Linked DNA regions of Mus musculus: region 1 is linked to region 2. Evidence: chromatin contacts called from public HiChIP or PLAC-seq data. All regions are on one chromosome and are shown on one strand. The core of a region is the stretch at or near the end of the contact, and the rest is flanking DNA. Distances in the headings are between cores, read along the strand shown. Region 1 has its middle 76 kb from the start of Gm34784. Region 2 overlaps Nfia (nuclear factor I/A).

What was found. HiChIP or PLAC-seq counts read pairs in DNA pulled down with a chosen protein or histone mark.
Region 1: a contact with region 2 is called in an H3K27ac HiChIP or PLAC-seq map of heart atrium, with 7 read pairs. The contact joins two enhancer-like sites. A contact is called at or near these places in 1 of 15 datasets of contacts at CTCF or cohesin (large pre-B cells), 4 of 484 Hi-C or Micro-C datasets (the HL-1 cell line, nephron progenitors, pre-megakaryocyte-erythroid progenitors and 1 more), 4 of 115 datasets of contacts at active chromatin or transcription factors (Th17 cells, heart atrium, microglia and 1 more) and 1 of 9 other capture datasets (embryonic stem cells).

What each region holds. Positions count from the first base shown.
Region 1 is chr4:98,199,329-98,205,709 of GRCm38.p6, forward strand. It overlaps the pseudogene Gm12691. Among named protein-coding and RNA genes, the nearest start is that of Gm34784, 76 kb to the left of the region's middle. Within about 2 kb of position 1,998, at least 27 of the 459 cell types and tissues checked have an H3K27ac peak or open chromatin away from gene starts, as enhancers often do. A contact at or near this core is called in heart atrium and microglia, where this site is marked.
Region 2 is chr4:98,104,833-98,111,032 of GRCm38.p6, forward strand. The region is part of intron 10 of Nfia (nuclear factor I/A); the gene reads left to right. Among named protein-coding and RNA genes, the nearest start is that of Gm34784, 18 kb to the right of the region's middle. Within about 2 kb of position 4,384, at least 126 of the 459 cell types and tissues checked have an H3K27ac peak or open chromatin away from gene starts, as enhancers often do. A contact at or near this core is called in heart atrium and microglia, where this site is marked.

The DNA of each region.
Region 1 (6,381 bases), core at 748-3,247, 92 kb after region 2:
CAATATGCAAAACCAATACATATACACTCAAACACACACACACACACACAAGTAACTTTTTTATATACCAATAATAAACTTGAAAGGAATTTGTTAGTCATTAGTAGTTCATTTTTTCTGAACTGGTCAGTTCATTTCCCCATATATTGTTTGGATGATTAGTGTTTGTTTCATCGCACACAGTGATTTTTTTCATTTTTCACTTTTAGTGTTTGTTTCATGGCTTCTTTACAAATCCTAGCTGTGAACCTTGTCAAATATTCTGTTTGCAGGAAGAAAATTTCATTCATAATAAATTCAGAAATTTAAGCACTTGGGAATAAACGTGAAGAAAAGAAAGAGCTCTACAGCGAAAACTTTAAAAGACTAAAGAAATTGAAGAAGACACTAGAAAACAAAATAACCTTTCACACTCAAGGATTGGCAAAATTAATATTGTGAAAATGTCTATTCTGTTCAAACTAATGTACAGATTCAATGCAGTTACCATAAAAATGTCAATGACTTTTTCCTAATATAAATAAAATAAATATAAATAAATAAATAAATAAAACTCCCAGATAATGTCCTCTTGATTCCACATGTGCACACACATAAATAAATAGCCAAACATTTTTATTTAAAAATGTCCAATCTCAGACTATTTTGCAGAGCCATAGTAACCAAAACATGAGACCAAAAAAAAAAAAAGAAAAAATAGGAAAAGAAGAGTCACAAGACTCATCAGTAAACCCATGTAACTTCCACCACCTAGGTTTTTAATAAAATTCTCATAAGCATATAACATAGAAACTACTGCTTCCTTAAGTAATGCTAAGAAAAATTGCATATCCACATGCAGTGGAATGAAATTAAGTTCCTATCCCAAACCCTAGACAGAAAAGAATTCAAAGCGAACCAACTCCCCTAAAGCAACATCTGTAACTCTGAACCTTCTAGAGAAAAACATTTGAAGCATACTTCAACACACAGACATAGGCAAAAAAAAAAAAAAAAAAAAAACAACTTTTGAAATGGACTCAAATATCAATAACTGCCCATTTGGGAAGGCATGAAATCAAAAGGCTTCTATACAACAAAGAAAACAATCAGCTGCACAAGTAGGTAGCCTACAGAATGAGAGAGAAAACTTTGTAAAGACATTTGATGTCTTTACATTGACTGGAGACTGTAAAGAAATCACACTGAAACACTGCACATCGCCAAACACTGAATGTGTGAAGCATGAACCAAAATGTCAGCAAATAAATCAACCAGCTCACGAAAGATAAAATATTAATGACTAGTACACATGCGAAAAGATTTTGGGTATTCTTAGCCATCACGAAATGCAAATTAAACTGTATTGAGATCTTATCTTCCTAGGCTTAATGGTTATCATCAAACACACACACACACACACACACACACACACACACACACACACACACGGCAATAAATGCTGGTGAGGAGAAAGCAGGAGAAGAAGCCCTGTGCACTACAGATAGGAATATCAATGACTACAGGTGTAAAGAAATCAACTTGGAGATTTTTCAGAAAACTTTTATGTGTGCTAACTCAGCATGGTACAGAGACACTGGGGCATACACACTTACTGTAGTATTGTTCACAATAGCCAAGACAGTCACAAGATCCTTGAGCTCCATCCACAGAAGAATGAGTAAAGGAAATGTCCTATAAATAGACAATGGAGATTTAAACAGCTGTAAAGAATAACAGAGTATGTCTTTTACAGAACACTGAGTGGAACTCAGGTTCATATGAAGAATAATGAATCAAACTCCGAGAGATAAACATTGCCTATTTTCTCTCACGTGTTGAGGTAGCTGTCTGCAGATGACCATAAAACCTTTCTCTAAAATCCTAAGGGCCTCCACAGTAGTTCACCTATGGACCATGGCCAAAAACTCAAAATAGCATCCTTATCTGCCACTGATACTGCAAGTGCCATCAGGTCTGTGGAATCACATGACCCAAGTGGCAAGCAGCCTGCACTGAAGTGGTTCCAGACACCACTCAAAACTAGCAGCTTTCCCAGTCGCTTGGAACTGGGCATGGTAATAACCCCAAGGGATGAATGTGTTGGACACCCATGTTTCTTACAGTGAGTGCTATTAATATTCACAATGTGCATCTACAGAACTATGGGTAAATAAAATATTGTACTTAGGAACTATGAAGATTATTTTCAGTCATAAAGAATAAAGAAATGATATCCTTTGCAGAAAAAATAGAGTGGGACTAAAATCATAATAGGCCAAGAAACCGGACTTAGAAGAAACTATTGGATTATTGGATGTTTTTCTTATGTGTAATATTGATTTAAGAGAGTGTGTGTGTGTGTGTGTGAGAGAGAGAGAGAGAGAGACAGAGAGAGAGGGAGATGAGAGACAGAGAGAGAGAGGAGAGACAGAGAGAGACAGAGAGAGAGACATGGAAACAGATCTGGGGAAAGGAGAGGGATCCATGGTAGAGAGGAGAACGGGTGGGGGACAGTAATATAAGAAAAAAATGAGTAAAGACCAGTGGATGGACATGTCATAATGAACCACGCCATTTTATATGCTAAGTATTTTTTAAAGGGATTTTCTGGAAGACTCATGTGCACAGTAGTAAACATAGGGGTTGCCAAGGCAGTGACTGCATCACAATAGGTGGACGAAGAAAGAGCAAAATAATTGAAGGCTAAACAAGAGTGATAACTTTGTGATCACTTATGGAATTTAAGCTAGTCAAGGAGGAAGAGAGGAGTTGAGCTCAGATACCTGCTGAGCAAACTGTTGTGGTGGATAGGTTGGAAAGCCAGGAGTAGCCATCCTAGTGGAGCGAGCGCTGACAACAGCCCAGCATGGGAGGCTGTGTGGCTTGTTCACTCCGGTGTTAGAGCAGTTGGCAATGTGGGCATTTCATGTACTTTTCTCTTCGCTATGACCAAACACCTGGAAAAACCCATTTTAGGAAGGAGGGGCTGATTTTGACCCCCAGGTGAAAAAGAGATATAGACCCTCATGGAGAGGAAGGCAGGGAAGCCCAAACACGAGACAGGTAGACCAGCTGTATCTGCAGTCAGGAAGCAGAAAGGAGACAGGAAGTGAAACCAGGCTATAAAAATTCAAGACCTACCCTGCAACCTACTTCCTCCAGAGAGGCTATACTTCCTAAAAGTTCCACAACCTTCCAAGACTGTACTAACAGGGGACCAAGTGTTTAATTAAACACATGAGCTTATGGAAGACTTTTCACATTCAAACTGCAACATGCCATCCTGTCCCTGCTAGGTTCACAGCCAACTCCTAATACAAGAGCATTTAGTCCAACGTCGAAGTCCCTGTGATCTTTAGCAGTCTCAACATTGCCCAAAAGGACAAGGTCTCTTCTGAGACTCAAGGCAGCCTCTTAACTATGAGTTACTGTAAAATCAAAATACAACTTACATATTTCCAGTATGTAATGGTCCAGAATAAACATCCCTGTTCTAAAAGAGAAGAATGAGGCGGAGAAAGCAGGACCAAAGCAAAACCAAAACACACAAGGTAAAGACCAAACCCTACCACTGTACCTCCAATGTCTGGAGCTCATAATGGAACCAGAGGGCTCCAACAAGCTTAGGCATCCCAGCCCTTGCAGCTCTGCTGTTTGTGCCCTACATGACTCTCTCTTTGTCTGGCTTCCTTGATGACTCTCTCCAACATTCTGCCATCTCTGTGGAATTCAAAGTTTTCTCTTCCCAGCTTCTCACAATGGCCTCTCAAGGCTGCTTTTTGGGAAATCCGCCTTGTCACTCATTATCTGGCACCAGCCTTTTTCTGGAACCTTGGGAGGGTCTCCATGCTCTTTCCATATTTGCATCTTTTATGTCTGGAGAGAAAAAAAAAACAGGACCAAGGGAATAACATTGCTAAGTTCTCCTTCCAGCTGAACATGTGGCTTGCCCCTGGGGTCACAGTTGCAGGAGACTGCACATTTCTTAGTGTTAGCACTGATAGAGCCTTCCCTCATGGCATGCCCCCAGTACAGAACATCACGTTTCTCTTTAATGGCACTCATCACTTAACAAAAATTACAGCTGCTTTGTCTGTCGCCACTTTGTCTGCAACGGCAAACTCTTTCATGCTCATTTTCTGACAAACTGTACACTGTACATTTCACCACCACCCCTCCCTGAAAAAGAACACAATTTATAACTATCAGGATGGCTCATGGATAAGAGCTCTTGCCAGAAATACCAATGGCTGGAGACTGATCCCTGGAATCCACATGGTGGAAAAAGAAAGGTGACTCCTGCTGGTTGTCCTCTGACCTCTATATGCATGCTGTAGCATATATACCTACATATGTAAATGTAAAGTAACCATTTAAAAACACAGCTCAAATCTTGTCCTCCTTGAAATTTCCTCCTCTAAACAAATTACCTTGCTACTTTTCAATTCAGCCTCAAGACATGGCAGGATGTAGCCAGATCCTTTGTAAGAATATTACAGGAATTGCCTCTATCCCAGTTCCCTGTATCATCCTCATTTACCTCTGAAGCCTCATGAGCCAGACCTCTACTGTCCATATTTCTCTCAGTATTCTGGTCTTCCTTACTCCCACTGAAGGGGCCCAATAAGCTCTTCTCATAGTATCTAGGGCTCCTCTATCCCATACAGCCAAACTCTTCCATGTTACCCTTTTAGATCAGTACCAAGGACCTAAGAATCATCTGGTCAGGTTTATCAAAGACAGCCCCATGCTTAGTACTGATTTTATGTATCACTTTTCTTGTTACTGTGACGAAAGTACTCAAACAGAAGCAATGGAAGGAAGGAAGGAAGGAAGGGTACATAGATGGATAGATTTATCCACAGACTAAGCCAATGTAGCAGGAAAGGTGTGGGAGCAAGAGCTTGAAGCAGCCAATCACACTGTACCAGGGAGTAGAGCATAGAGAAGAAGTGGGTGGGGCTAAAAAACCTCTCGGTCTGCTCTCAGTGATCCACTTCCTCCACTGAGGAGTCCGTCAGCACCTCCCAACAGAGTACCGTCAGCTGAGTAACAAGTGTCCAAGCACATGAGCACATGGGGGCATGTCACATTCAATCCATAATAGTAGGTATAACTTTCAATTTATTTATGAACAATCAACTAACTGATTCCCCAACATCATGATTCCAGGTGAAGCCCAGAAAGACTGAAATTCAGCCAGTCATAATTTCAGCAGCTAACGTTCAGTAAACGTATTCAAATGTCAACAAGCGTGCTGTGGCTTTGGGGATTCAGAATGTCTGGGAAGACGATGGTGAATCTTAATTGTCAAGGAAATTGAATTCCCAACTGAGAGCCTGGCCCAGATAGGAATTATGGTCTGCTCAGAGTAAACACACTGAAAGATGTATAGACTCCAGGAACAACAGACACAAACAGCCCAATTAGAAATTCACTTGCAGCTGTAACTACGGTGCAGCACATCCAAGCTGAGTCCAAAACAAGAATCCAGTTGGCATCCTGATTTAGTAGCATACAAGCAAACTAAAATATCAAATTCATGTATTATGTAGGTAGTACAATAGTTTCTAAGCTGGGCTTTGAGCAACTTCTCCAGGTATCTGCAGGGCTCTTAGCTGAAAACAAATTCAACAACTTATAATATTTACATAGCTGTTATAAGATTATATAGCAATGCTTCACACTGTGGGCCATATTCAGGGGACAGTGAATGTGATTCGGTAGTTGAACGCTGACTTAGCATGAAAAGGTTATAGGCTTGATCACCAACACCACAGCAGTATAAGAATAAGGAAGCTGAGGAGGATGAGAGGCAAGAGAGAAAGAGAAGGAAAAGAAAAAAATATAAATGTATAAACTTGGTATGTATTTCTAACTTTTGCATGATTTTGCCCAACAGGGTGACAGTCATATTACCTTCATCTTAAATTTCACAATTAAATATCAGATTAGATTTTTGGCTTTACTTTAATGTCTTACTAAGTTTTATACTATATGAGACCATCTAAGAGAACTACCTTCCACATTTAGAAGTTTCGTTTACCAGATTTGTAATATTTTGATGCTTGGGAGATTCTATATGCATATTTTGCTTCAGATGGCGAAAGTTCTTAAGAAAATAATCAAACTCAGTAAAGATACACTTTCAATTGGTTGAAAATGTTTAAGTAACCAAGTTTATGAACAAATATTAGTGACAGTCTCCTTTAAAAGTGGTTGTTAAGGGGCTGAAGAGATGGCTCAGTTGTTAGGAGCACTTGTTGCTCTTTTAGAGGATTCAGGTTTGGTTTCCAGCACCCAAATGGAGACTCATACCATCAGCTCATCCACTTCCAAGAGATCCGATGTCATCCTCTGACTTCTATGGGTACTTACATGGTGGCAATATACATGCAG
Region 2 (6,200 bases), core at 3,134-5,633:
TCAGCAGGTAAAGCTCCTTGCTACAGAGCCTGATGACCTGAGTTCAATCTCTGGCTCCCACATGATAGCAAAAGAGAACCAACACCTGCAAGGTGTCCTCTGACCTCCATAGCCCACTGAGGCACACAAACACACACACACACACACACACACACACACACACACACACACACACACGTAATTTAATTTAAAAAAAAAAGAAAAGGGGGTCATTTAATCTTAGACCTCAGGGACCAGCAAGTGTTAGCACAGCACGGAAAAAGGCATAGCCTGTGCCCAGGACCCAGCAGGGAGGAAGCATTTGGCTTTGGGAGATCTGGAAGGAGTTTAACACACCACAAGTGGTGAGAAGATAAGGCTCTACAAAGGTAAGCGAGGCCACTCACGGCCCATTAATGTTTTAATAGTTTCCTGCACAATAAACAAGTCTTGGTTTAGAGTTATTGAAAACAGGCTTTCTTTAATTAACAAAATAAAATCAGACAAGAAAAATGGCTGTGGAGATCAAAGCCTGAGACTGGCAATACCCATAACTAGCACCTGTGTACAGCATGTCACCCTTTCCAGAAACTCGTGCTGACCACTGTCATCCTCTCATGCCCAGGACTCCAGGGTCACCCAGCACAGAGCCCTGTCTGTCATACAGAGCCCTGTCTATGATGTCATACAACCCATCAGTGGAATTCAGTACGGGCCTTTAGACATTTGGCCTCATCAGCTGAGTTTATCAAGATCCTTTGAGAAGTCGTGAAGGGCATAGAAGTCTAAACCAAACCTCTTCCTGCTGGACACTAAAGCTTCTAAAGGCGGATGCCACATTTTCTTTACTCCCAACATTCCCAGACCCTCAAGTCCACGACACCAAGAAAACTGCAGCCTCTTGGTACTTACTGACCAAATGACTAATGGCTCCCAAGTGGTTGATCCTAAAAGGAGAAACCAGGAATGCACGCAGAGGTCTGTCTACTCCTTCTGTGTCAGAGACAGGGGTGCCCCCTTACCCCCCCCCAGCCCCCCTCCTCCAGCTTTTGGCTGATTTGCCAAGGACAACTCATTTGTGCTAAATAGTAGGCTTAGTTCATGCAAACAAGAACAGGAAGCCAGAAATGACTAACTGACTGGATTCGTGTGGTCCAGGAGAGGTAGCATCATCCCCAGGAGGGACAATATAGTAGCTGCACTCAATGCAGACCTGCTTGCTGGGTCCCTTGTGTGGCTGGTAGAGACTGATGTGTTGGAGGGGAGCTTCCTGTATTTTTGTGTTTCCGTTTATATGTGTAAATGTCCTTAAATAACCCACCTTGCCTGGAGAGGAAAGCTAAGCGTCACACCCACTTCTGGATTCCACATTAACAACCTCCTTCCGTGCAGTGTTAAACTTTGCCCCGAAGGGCCTTTTGTTCAACTTTTTAATTTGAAAAACAGATTTTGCTGTCACAGCCCAGCCTGCCCTCCACAGCATGCGTGCGCTCACACACACACACACACACACACACACACACACTGTCTCTCTGTCTTTCTGTCTCTGTCTGTCTCTGTCTCTCTCTCTCCCAAAGTGAAATATCTCAGATCTACTTCTTTTCTGTTTTTAAAATGTATGCCCTGCCCGCTGCGTAGAAAGGGAGACTGTAAGAAAAAGTTGCGTGTGTTAGAATATTGGCAGTTGAGAAGGAAGGTGAGTCCCTTGACTTCATCACCTGTCTCCAGTAGACTCTGGACCAACTCCATTTTGTAAGGCACAAGAGAAGGACCAGCCTGCCACTGTCACAGTGCGGGCTGCCATCTCAGCCCTCTTGTTTAGGATACAGTGGGACGGAGGCTGTTTATGGTTCGTAAATCCTGACTACTGTGAGCATTCCAGAATCCCCACAGAATGGGGCTGGAACTTTCATGGAGCTGTAAATTAAGGGGCGGGAAGTGTGATAAAACTCCTAAGAGAACCGCGCTGCAATGGTTAAATGAAATTTTATAAGCACGTCGCTGGGCGCGGAGCTGTTTTGCATTACATGAGTTGAATACCTTAGAGACACCACATCTGCAGGCACTTTATTAAATCCTGAGTCAGCACTTTCCAACCTGATGAGATTACTTCTCCATCTGACCAGCTAGAAGGAAAGCTGAGCTCTCGGACTGCAGATTTCTTTTGATGTTTCACCTTGAACACTGAAAGAGGACGGGTTCCCCCTCCCACCCCTGGTTCATCCCAAACTGTGGACATTGAGAATGTAACTGGCTAATTTCTTGAAACTAGAGCCTTTGAGGGAGTGTGGATTTATGGGCCACCAAATCAACTGTGGTTGAATGTTCCTGCTGGGGGAGGGGCAATAGATCAAAGCCCAGTGTTTACTGCCTCAATGTAAATGTATCAAGATAACATCCTCTGATGCAGTACTGTAATATTGCCACTCTCGGCAGATAAGGGACAGGGATTCCTTTGTAGTCGCCTGGATACAGTAGGGCAGATTAAGGGCCTATAAAGTATGAAGGCAGAGGCCATATGAAACCCAAGCAGATGTCAGACGTGAGGATGATTTCCTGACTCTCCCTCCACAGATGAGTTTTGCTTCTCGTGTCAGTATCTTCCCAATGACTTGATTCAATCCAAGTATTTCCCAGATTTTCTCAGATCCCTCTCGCTCTCTGTTCTCCTGTCCCAAGAAGAAAGATGCCGAATCCTCCTTTAGTGAGTGCTCTCAGACTTGCTGCGTTTTCAAGTAACGAGATTAAAGGGAAATGCCACAGCAAAGGAGCCTTTCCTCCTATTGCCTTACCCGGCTGAGGCGATTGGCAGTTCTCAGAAGTTTAGGAAAATCCAGGAGCACCTCTGTGTGGGCGGTTGTCACACCTGTCACCACCAGTGTCTTCAACTACAAACTGACAGATAGAAAACTTGGCAAAATGGAGTAATTTCTTATTGCTTACAACTGTTTCTCTACTATATTTCTGCAGATCGTTTACTAAGAGACCTCATTCAAAAAAACAGAAAGAAAGAAAGAAAGAAAGAAAGAGAGAAAGAAAGAGAGAGAGAGAGAGAGAGAAGTTCGTGTGTGGTTCCCCCTAACTGACTTCCCATTCTGGAAGCCCTTGGTCAAGTAGCTGGGTTAATTGTCATGAAGATTAGTGAGATGTTGAAATAAGTACTAATGGTCAAATTACAGGAGTGAAAAGTGGGAGAATAGGTTTTGGTTTGGACCTGAAAGGGTTAATTAAGGTTTTTTCACGGGTTATTAAAGACCCCCAACCCCTGCCTTAGGAGTCATATTGACAGCCCACCACAGGGCAGCTCAGCTCCTCTATTGACATGTTGCTGGTAGGAGCACAATAGCCCCAGTATCTGCAAATCATTGCTAAAATCATCTCAAGGAAAAAAAAGTTCCCAAGCTTTAACATTAGACAAAAGCCCGGGAGTTGCAGTGTGCAGCTCAAAAACCCAGAGTCAGCAACTTCTATTGATTAAAAACTAACCTTTAAAGTAACTCTGAGAGCGTGTGGTTAGCATTTAAATTTAAACATGTCGTGAGTTGATTTGTGTTACTGAATACCAACTCAGAAGGAGTAACATTCACAGTGCGGTTTTTTTTTCTTTCTTTCTTTCTTTTTTTTTTTTTTTTCTAACTCCCTTAAGCAGCTAAAGTATTTCATGAAATGTCAAAAGGGCAGAAAGAAAAAGGGGAGGGGCCAATGCGGGGCCTCATCGTTTTCTTTCCCAGGCAAATATTCACCCCCCAAAAGAAAAGTGTGGAGAGCGAAACACAATAATTAGTCCTTTGTCTAACTTTCTCAAATGCCAAAGAAAGACAGATTAATTAAATATACAACAGTGTTGGTTTTTGGAGCGGGGGTCTAGCTTGCTGGGTAGGTCATAAATTAGGCAGAATAAATACTTCAGTGTGTTTGCAGTGGGCCTGCTACGTCAGAGCCACTGGAAGGTTGGTGGGAGGAGAGTGGCGGGTTTCTTGCTAATGATAGTCACGTCTGGGTCTGTCTGGTTGCTAAGAGCAACCAGACATGATGTAACACCAGGATGAACTTGAACTTGGGGGACTTGAAAAGAGAACAATAGCCCAGAGCAATCAATAAAGCCTATTTCAGTGAAGGGTTACAGAGCTGCTCTGGGGTAACCTTGTGGGCGAGGCACACACTGAATAGTAAGATGTGTGAAGAAACTTTTTTTTTCTTTGCTTTGCTTTGCTTTGCTTTGCTTTGCTTTGCTTTGCTTTGCTTTGCTTTGCTTTGCTTTGCTTTGCTTTGCTTTGCTTTGCTTTGCTTTGCTTTGCTTTGCTTTGCTTTGCTTTGCTTTTTAGCAGAAGTATGTACAGGGCACTGCTGATTTTTGTAATGTCCTGAATGCAGAAACTACGGGACGGAAAACTGCTCCCCCTGGTGACTCGCCAGGTCCCAGGCCTTTGCTTCAGGACTGCCACACTGAAGAAGTCCAGAATTTCACAACTGCCTTAGAAAGCATGCAAACAGATTGGGAACAGCACTTACCACTCAGTTTGAGACTGTTCTGTATAAGAGCAGATATGGAAAGTGGATCTGCGTCAGAGATCAGGAGAAACTTAACGCAGACACGGTTTGCGGTCTGCTTCCCTCCCCTTTCCTTCTTACTGATCTTTCTTTTGTCCACTTAGATTTAGGCCATGCATACTTGCCAGGGTGATTTCTTTTCCAGATATAAGCAGCTTTATTGGGTTCTCCGAAGCGCATGGTCAGAGAGTAAAAGTCTACAGGATGAGTAGTTTTGTGGTTTGAGCTAGGAGTTTTTGTTTTGTTTTGTTTTGTTATAAGCGCCTTTGGAAATCAAAGGTACCTTGTGTGACCAGGAAATTTTACACCATGCCTCCATGGAGCTATCACTTAGCTATTTATCCCTGGGATCAAAGGAGTCCCGACTTTCCCCTAATTGAATCTCCCCGACAAGAGTGAGCTTTAGCCCTCACCTCCGGAATCAGTTCCGACTGACTCAAACCCTGGTGATGTTTTCAATGCAGAACTCACAGCCTCGAAGCTGGTAGGTTTTCTGATGAAAATACTGAATTCTTCAGAATACTTAGAAGAAAGTTGGCAAAAAAAAAAAAAAAAAGTCATACAATTTTTAGCCTCACTTGAGTTTTGAGATTGGTCTATAGTTGCTCATTTTGTTAAGCGAACTCTCTGTGTTGACAAAGAATGTTTCTGAAAGGGACATAAGACTGGCTCCACAGCTGGCAGAAAGCTCCAAGGGCACATTGAGTAGACAGAAACATGAACGAGAACTACAGTGGTTTCATTTCCCCATGAACACAATGGTGCTTCATAAGGTGCCATCTTATTTTATTATGTATCTTTTCTAAGAAAAGAATTTTAAATATATGCCATTGAAAGGATTTGCACCTGGCCGGGCAGTGGTGGCGAATGCCTTTAATCCCAGCACTTGGGAGGCAGAGGCAGGTGGATTTCTGAGTTCAAGGCCAGCCTTGTCTATGAAGTGAGTTCCAGGACAGCCAGGTCTATACAGAGAAACCCTGTCTCGGAAAGAAAAAAAGAGAGAAAGAGAGAAAGAGAGAAAGAGAGAGAGAGAGAGAGAGAGAGAGAAAGAGAAAGAAAGAGGAGGGGAGGGGAGGAGAGGGGAGGGGAGGGGAGAGGAGGGGAGAGGAGGGGAGAAGAGGGGAGAGGAGGGGAGGGGAGGGGAGAGGAGGGGAGGGAAGAAAGGATTTGCACCCATCATGAGGAGCAAGGGGAGAGGCCAGTCTGACTTCCCACCCCCCACCCCCTCCCAGGTCACCAGTGAGTTTTCCACCAGACCTTTCTGTTTTAACTGCTATCATGGGCCACCTACAGAATGTTGTGTTTGTACATTTAGCACCTGTCCTTAGCACCTACACCTCACTGAGAAATATATTGAGAAAGTCATGGAAATAGCTATTTGCTGCAGCCCCAAGCTCACACTTCAGCCACTCCATCGAATTTGCTTGTCTTTCTTGAGCCCTCCCAGGCATTAAGCTAGGTACTAATAAGATAGCCAGGTTCCTTGCCCTCTTCTAATTGGCTCACTACAGGGTTACAAAACCTGCCATGTGACCAGAAAGACGGCACCTGGTAAGATATATGCAAAGCATTGGCAAAGCCCACAAAGGCAATGAATTTTAATGTCAGAGGAATAAGATAAATTTCAGTGGCTTGGGATTTACTGTCATCCCTCGACCACATGAACTCCC